Linked DNA regions of Rattus norvegicus: region 2 is linked to region 1. A link is a contact called in public Hi-C data. All regions are on one chromosome and are shown on one strand. Each heading gives the region's core, a stretch centred on a gene start, on an enhancer-like site or on the middle of the called end of the contact. The rest is flanking DNA. Distances are from core to core; before and after follow the strand shown.

Region 1 (3,352 bases), core at 351-2,850:
CACAACCCCTATCAGTACACATATATGGATCAAGGCCATTAGTTTAAAATATATTACCATGAATTGTAAGTTCATCTACTACCTCAAGCACATTTCAAGAGTAAATAAATGGGTGCCGCAATGCTCAGCAGCACTAATAAAAGGTTGTTAAAACAACCAGTAAAAATCTTCCAGAGCATTCAAGTAACATCCTCCTCAGAAAAAGTAAAATGCCTCATTATTGTCCTGCCTCTTAACCCCTCACAGGCCAAAAAAAAAATTTACAAAAATTTACAAAATTTACAAAAAGTTACAAAAATTTAAAGAGACTATTTTAAGAGCCCCAAAATCAAAAGAGCAAACTTCTAAATATACTTTTGAATTACCGAATTACCTCATTTAATTAAAATAATATTTAACAGGTTCCAGCTTTACTTTTCCCAAGCATAGTTCAGCCGACTTTCTAATAGCTTCTGTCACAAAGATCCTCGGGTCTCCCCTGTCTTCTCTATGTAAACAAAGTCACCCATGTTTGTTCAACCGAGGTACCATGCATGTAGCAAAAGTTAATAAGGGATTAACTGAGAGACCGCGGGGTACAGGAGCCACTCATTATATAACATTTCCAAGTATTTGCACATCACGTTTATTAACATCATCACAGGTCAACTATAGAGACCAAACATTACGAGCAGTGGGAGGGACTTATAACAGTGACTTAGGGGGTAACCGAAGGGGGAAATCGAGGGGCTGAGATACAAAATTCTAAGCAAGGTGGTTTCAAAACACCAGTGTCTCCAAGATAATGGGCGGGTTCAAACTTCCTGCATAACCTAAACTGCCTCTCCCCGGCGCTAATATCAAGTATTACAGCTCTTTTGTCTGTGCAATGACCGGCCAAATTTGAGCAGAAAAACAAAACAAAACAACAAAAACCACAAGGTAGTTGCACAGAGCGATCGTTACCAGGAGCGGAGTTCCAGCTGCCCATGGCCACAAGACATCAACTCTCACCCTGATTTGCTTTAGGCAACTACGGAGAGGCAAGTATGAGGCGGAGAGAAAGTGGACAAGGGACCAAAACACAAGTTTGGAGATCAGCACCAACTTAGAGCGACGAATTCGGGTGTATACGGCCTACTGAGAAGTGGGAATAAGACCCACACACTCGGACTCGGGAGGAATTCTAGTCGCCGGAATGAGGCGGGCAGAAGGGCAGAATGAGGCTGCCAGCCAGACAGCCGACGGCGGCCAAATCAGATCGGTAAACAAGCCGGGCGGGCTACTCTCCCTCATCCCCCGGGTTGTCCCCGCGCCGGAAAGCCCAAGATGGACGCGCGGCCGCGGACAACCCCGGGCCTGCGATGCGCTATCCCGCAACGCTGCTGCCCGGAGGCTCGGCAGCCTGCGCCCCGCGACGCCCCGTCAGGCCGCGGTCGACCCGCGAGGGGCCTGCGGCGCGGCGCCCCCAACCCAGGCCCGGTTACCTGGCGGCCGCGACTCCTCCTCCTCCCCGTCTGACGCGCGGCGCCGGGCGGCCGCGGCGGCGGCGGCGACTCCCGCACGGCCCGCGGCGACGAGCCGAGCCCGGCCCCTCTCCGCCTCCCTCGGCGCCGCCGCCCACCCCGCTGCTGCCGCCTCCGCCCTCCCGCCTCAGTCAGGACATGTTCTCCGCGGGCCCGCGCGCGGCTCCCAGCGGCCCGAGGGGCGGAGAGGCGGCGCGGAGGCGGGGGCCGAGGCTCGGGGACAGGGGCGGAGCAGACTGAGGATGGCCTCGGGCGCTGAAGACTCCGAATGGCGGCGGTCAAGACCCTAGAGCTAAATAAACCCCGCGGCGGCTGCACAACGTCAGGAACTGGACCTTGCTGCTCACCGTCCTGTGATTGGTCCCGAGGCCTCAGGAGGCGCAGCCAATAGGTGATCGCCTCTTTCCCGGAGCAGGAGGCGGGCCGAGGCCGTGATGTCAGCAGCATGCGTCCTGATTGTGAGGCTAGAGCCCGCGCGGTCCTGCCACGCATCCTCCCGGGTGGCGAGTTTCCTCAAATAAAAGTGCAGGATACGCCTGGAAGGTAGGAGTCGGGTTTCCGGGACCGCCGTGGGCTCTTACAGCTGAGTCCCCAGAGCTTTGAACTAGCGCGAGTCTTGCGTCTCAGGAATGAGCTGTTTGCTAACTGGGATGCTGCTTGGCGGTTCCTTAGGACATTTAAAACCTTTTTTAAATTTCCATAATTTAACACAGGCTTTCATTCTGTGGCTCAGGCTGGCCTGGAACTCTTAAATGATCTTCTTGCCTCAGCCTCCCCAAGAGCGCTGAGATTACAAGCCCTGCTTACTTTGCTTTTTACTTGTTTTCAGACGAGGTTCTCTTGTAGCCCAGTTTATTTCTAATCCTTCTAAGTAGCTGAGAGCCTCAGCCTCCAGAATGCCGGACTTAAAAGTATGCCACCACTACACTTGGTTTCAACTACCATTTATTTTTATAGTGAAGTTGCCAAGCTTGACAGCCCGAGTTCCATCCCCAGTACCTACATAGTGGAAGAAGAGAACTAACTCCCACAGTTGTTCTCTGAGCTACACACAAAAGAAATAAATTAATTAATTAAAAAAAACGAAAGAATATGGGGGCTGGAGAAACAGCCAACATATAAGAGTACTTCCAGCTCTCGCAAAGACCCAGAGTTGAGTTCAGTTCCCAGCAGCCACTTCAGTGGAGTACAGTAATCTGTAACTCCAGCTACGGGGATTCAGTGCCCTTTTGTGGCCTCTACCAGCACCCACACTCACTTGTATTGAAATGTTTTTCAAAAACTCGTCCCTGTCGCCCACCCACTCAAGGCCTAAACCTGACTTTCAGCCTGTACAAGTTAACTCTTACATGACCCATGTACTGGGAAGTTTGTGTTCCAGGAACTCGGAGGTGCCATGAAATCAGATAGCTGTACTCCAAGCGTGTAAACAACGTCCTCCACCCTGAACCCAGAGTTCCGAGAAAAGCCACAAAGAACATCTGTGTGACCCCAGATATCCCTTTTGCCCGCTCAAAACTTGCTTAAGTTTGAATAAGCGCGAGGACCAATCATGTATCACCCCGCCATCCTTTTCCGGTTCCTCAACCAAAACCCTATATAAACTCTGTGCTTCTGTGGTTCGGGACCCATCCCTCTGCCTCCTGCGAGAGGTACTTATTGGTCCAGAGCTCTGCCCGAATACAGCCTGTTGCTTTTGCATCGAACTCTGTCTCTTGTCGTTCTTGGGCGCCGCTCCCTCCCAAATTGAGAGAGGCCGAGGAATTCGGACTTAACATTTGGGGGCTCGTCCAGGATCTGAGTGAACTCCCCAAGAGACAGAGACTCTTCTTCGGAGGCTGTTTCGG
Region 2 (3,352 bases), core at 336-2,835, 47 kb before region 1:
TGGGCTAAGAAGTTAAGAGCATCGGGTGTTCTTCCAGAAGATCTAGGTTCTATCCTCAACCCTCTCATGGCATCTCATAAGCATCTCTAATTCCAGTCCCAGGGGATATGATGCTCCTTTCTGGCCTCCAGGAGTACTTCATGCATGTGGTATACAGGCATACATGCAGACAAAACACACACACATACATACATACATACATACATACATACATACATACATACATACAAAATAATAAATTTATATTTTAAAACTAATTATGACTTTGTCCCAGGAAATATAAGTCACAGATAGAAGAAAAAAATTTCCAGACAATGTATCTAAAGAGATTCCTTATACATAAAGTATATCTGTATAGAAAAAGTAACTCTTGAAGATTGAAGCCTAACTCAGAAGTAGATGCTTGTTTCACATGCCTGAAACTCTGATCTGAGAACCAGTTACCAGTAACTAGAAAAAGCTGGGTAAATTAGAGGTATTTCAACAAAGATTTATGAATGAACATTAAACATATCAAAAAATATTCAGTATCATTATCCATGAGGTAACAGTAAAGGTACAACTTCATGTGTACAAGAACAGCCACAATCAAATAACAAGTATTGGTGAGGATGTGAAAAATGTGTACTTAAAAAAAAAGTTGATAGAAATTTAAAAGTATCCAGGTACTGTGAAATATAGTTTGGCCTGGCCGTTTGTTAAAATGTTAAATATAGATTTAATATGACCCAACAAACTGAAAATAAACCTAATGTCCTTCTATTGGTATACAGGTGATAAAAGCATCTGTCTATACTGTGGAATATGCTCCCGTCGTAGACCACATATTATTCCATTTACATGAAATGTCTAAGAAAAATGTACAGGTACAAGACGCAGATGAATAATTCCCTGCAGCTAGGGCTTGAGAAGCAGAAAGAACTGAAAAAGAGACACAAGTTCTCTTTTGGGGTGATAAATGCTTCATTAATAGGCGGTGAACAATATGCTTTAAATACCTTTTAGAGCAAACAGTACTTCAATAAAGCTACTGTTTTTACAAAACATTACAATTCAGCCTTAGAACTTAGCGACATTTTAGTCTTCTTCTTAGTATTTTGGTTACAGTATTTATGGCAGCCCAGTATTTACTGTATGTATCCAGAGAAGGCATAGCAGTATATTAATCTGTACTTCAAACAGAATTTGTAACAGTCTATACTGAAAAATCTAACTTAAAATGACTACCAAATAAACAGTAATTACTCTAAGACCTTTAATGATTTTTTCCCCCTTTATTAACAGATTATCCCAACCTGTTCCTCTGAGAAACTAGATAAGATATTTCAATGAAATAGTGTCAGTTTTAATTGCCAATTTGACACAATCTAGAGTTGCCTGGGAAGCAAATCTTACTCAATGAAAGATCTTCAAGGCTAGGCTGGCCTGTATGGAATTATACTAATTACGTTAAATGGGTTGAGAAGACCTGCCCATTGTGTGTAGCACCATTTCCTGGGCAGGACAGCAGGTTTGTACAGAGTGGAGAAAGAGCTGAGTCCTATCATGTATGCACTGGTTCACTGCTCTCTGCTCATGGCTATGAATGACCTGTTGCTTCAAGTTCCTGCCACCCTGACTTTCCCACAGTGATGGACTGTAATCTAGAATTGTGAGCCCAATAATCTTTCAATTGCTTTATTCCGGGTATTGTATAACAGCTTCCTTTGTGGTGAATAATCTTTCATCTTTGAGGGAATAGAATACCAAATGTTTACAGGGAGCTGAAACAACAGGATGTTCTAAGGAGAGTTGAATACTACAGAGAAGCATGTAAGACAAGTAGTTAACCCAAAATAGCTTCAGAAAGTCCCTGAAACTAACTAGACTCATTAGACCCCCACCTCCCATCTCCCCAAGAGAATATAAACAGTAAAGATTGCTAAGAGAGGACTGAAACAAGCCCAGTTGCCTGGAAGAAGCAGGCTATAAGAAGCTCAGATCAACTAAGCCACCTGGAAAAGAACCTGTTGGGCTGTGTAGTTTGCTCCAGGTTTCCAGTGTTTGTAAGCTTCCACCCTTGCTGGGTGGGCTTTGGTAATACAGCTGTCTTTGAGTCATTTCTGGTCTTATAAGTAATCCCTCACACATATATTCCTGTAAGTAAGTCCTCCCTCACTTCATAAAACTCATTGGTTCATCAAGATGGATTTTACTTTGGTCTGTAATGAGTTCTCTTTTCTAAGGTGAGTAGACTGGTGTTGCATCTCCTCAGGAAAAGTTTGTCACACAACACCAGGTTATTTTATCGCAGTAACAGGAAGGGAAATTAAGACAAAACAAAACAAAAAACAAAAACAAAACCCAACAACAAAGCAAGGACAACACTGTATATTCAGTCTTGAGAGCATCAGCCAGCTCAGATTACAGGTATCCAACAGAACTGCATAGCTACAAACATATAAAGACATAAAACAGCCTAACTAAAAGTGATACAGGTCCACAAAATACAATGTTGCTTTCTCAGCTCTCACTAGGGATTTTACAGGGCAGAAGAGAATCTTCCTTGTTACTTTGGACTTTGCATATTATCAACTCAGCAAAGAGAAGCTTCACAAGTGATATGTTGGCTCCTCCTCCAAGCCTAGATCAGGACCCAAGTTTGCCCACCATTGTTATTATGCCATGGTAATAGTCATGTGTTGAGCTTAATGAACAAACTAGTCACTGAACCTCAAATCAAGAATAGTAATACTCCATCTAGTCCCATTTTCTTTAGCCTGACCCTATTCCCAAGATACCAGAAGGATATCTCTATGATCCTTGCTTTCAATTCAGCTTTTTAGATGAACTCTAAAATACCAAGAAAAGGTATTTCATAACAAAGATTCCAGAAGATGGCATCAAGGCATACTTTGTATTAGGAGTTCAGTCCACATAACAGCTCTAGGTCTTCACCTTGAATTGTACCTTAGAATAAACAACTGAGAGCTCTGCTGCAACGCCACAATGATATAACTCTAACAAAATGCCCCTACCGAGCTATTTCTGTGCTCTTACTATCTCTTCCCACCCTTGCACTAGAATAACATTATCTCAAATGACTCCCTAGAGTTCAAATATAAATATGAGATGATCCCCTACTGCCAGTTTTAAGTAATAGACAGAATAAACCCTGAAGTTACTATTATTAGCCACAAATGTTTCTTAAGAATTAAAGAATAAAAAATAAATAAAACTTTCTCATTTAGGAAAAAGAGTGAATCAACTACTAAAATTCACAATTTATTTTCAGCTTTGCAAGATAAGGCAATTACTACCAAAGGAAAACTACCACTCTGCCTTGGGTGATGTGTCTGGTTTTATATGGGGC

The links. A called contact is a pair of places that touch in the nucleus more often than the background predicts.
Region 2: a Hi-C map of psoas muscle shows a contact between it and region 1, with 2.2 times the contacts expected there. The contact joins the enhancer-like site here to the promoter of Zranb1 in region 1. A contact is called at or near these places in 6 of 12 Hi-C or Micro-C datasets (Schwann cells, kidney, liver and 1 more).

What each region holds. Positions count from the first base shown.
Region 1 is chr1:197,153,682-197,157,033 of GRCr8, reverse strand. It overlaps Zranb1 (zinc finger RANBP2-type containing 1), which reads right to left and starts at 1,600. Exons shown (of 10, transcript NM_001427548.1): 1 at 1,467-1,600.
Region 2 is chr1:197,200,699-197,204,050 of GRCr8, reverse strand. All of the region lies in intron 6 of Zranb1 (zinc finger RANBP2-type containing 1), which reads right to left. Among named protein-coding and RNA genes, the nearest start is that of Ctbp2, 40 kb to the left of the region's middle. Within about 2 kb of position 1,585, at least 1 of the 93 cell types and tissues checked has an H3K27ac peak or open chromatin away from gene starts, as enhancers often do.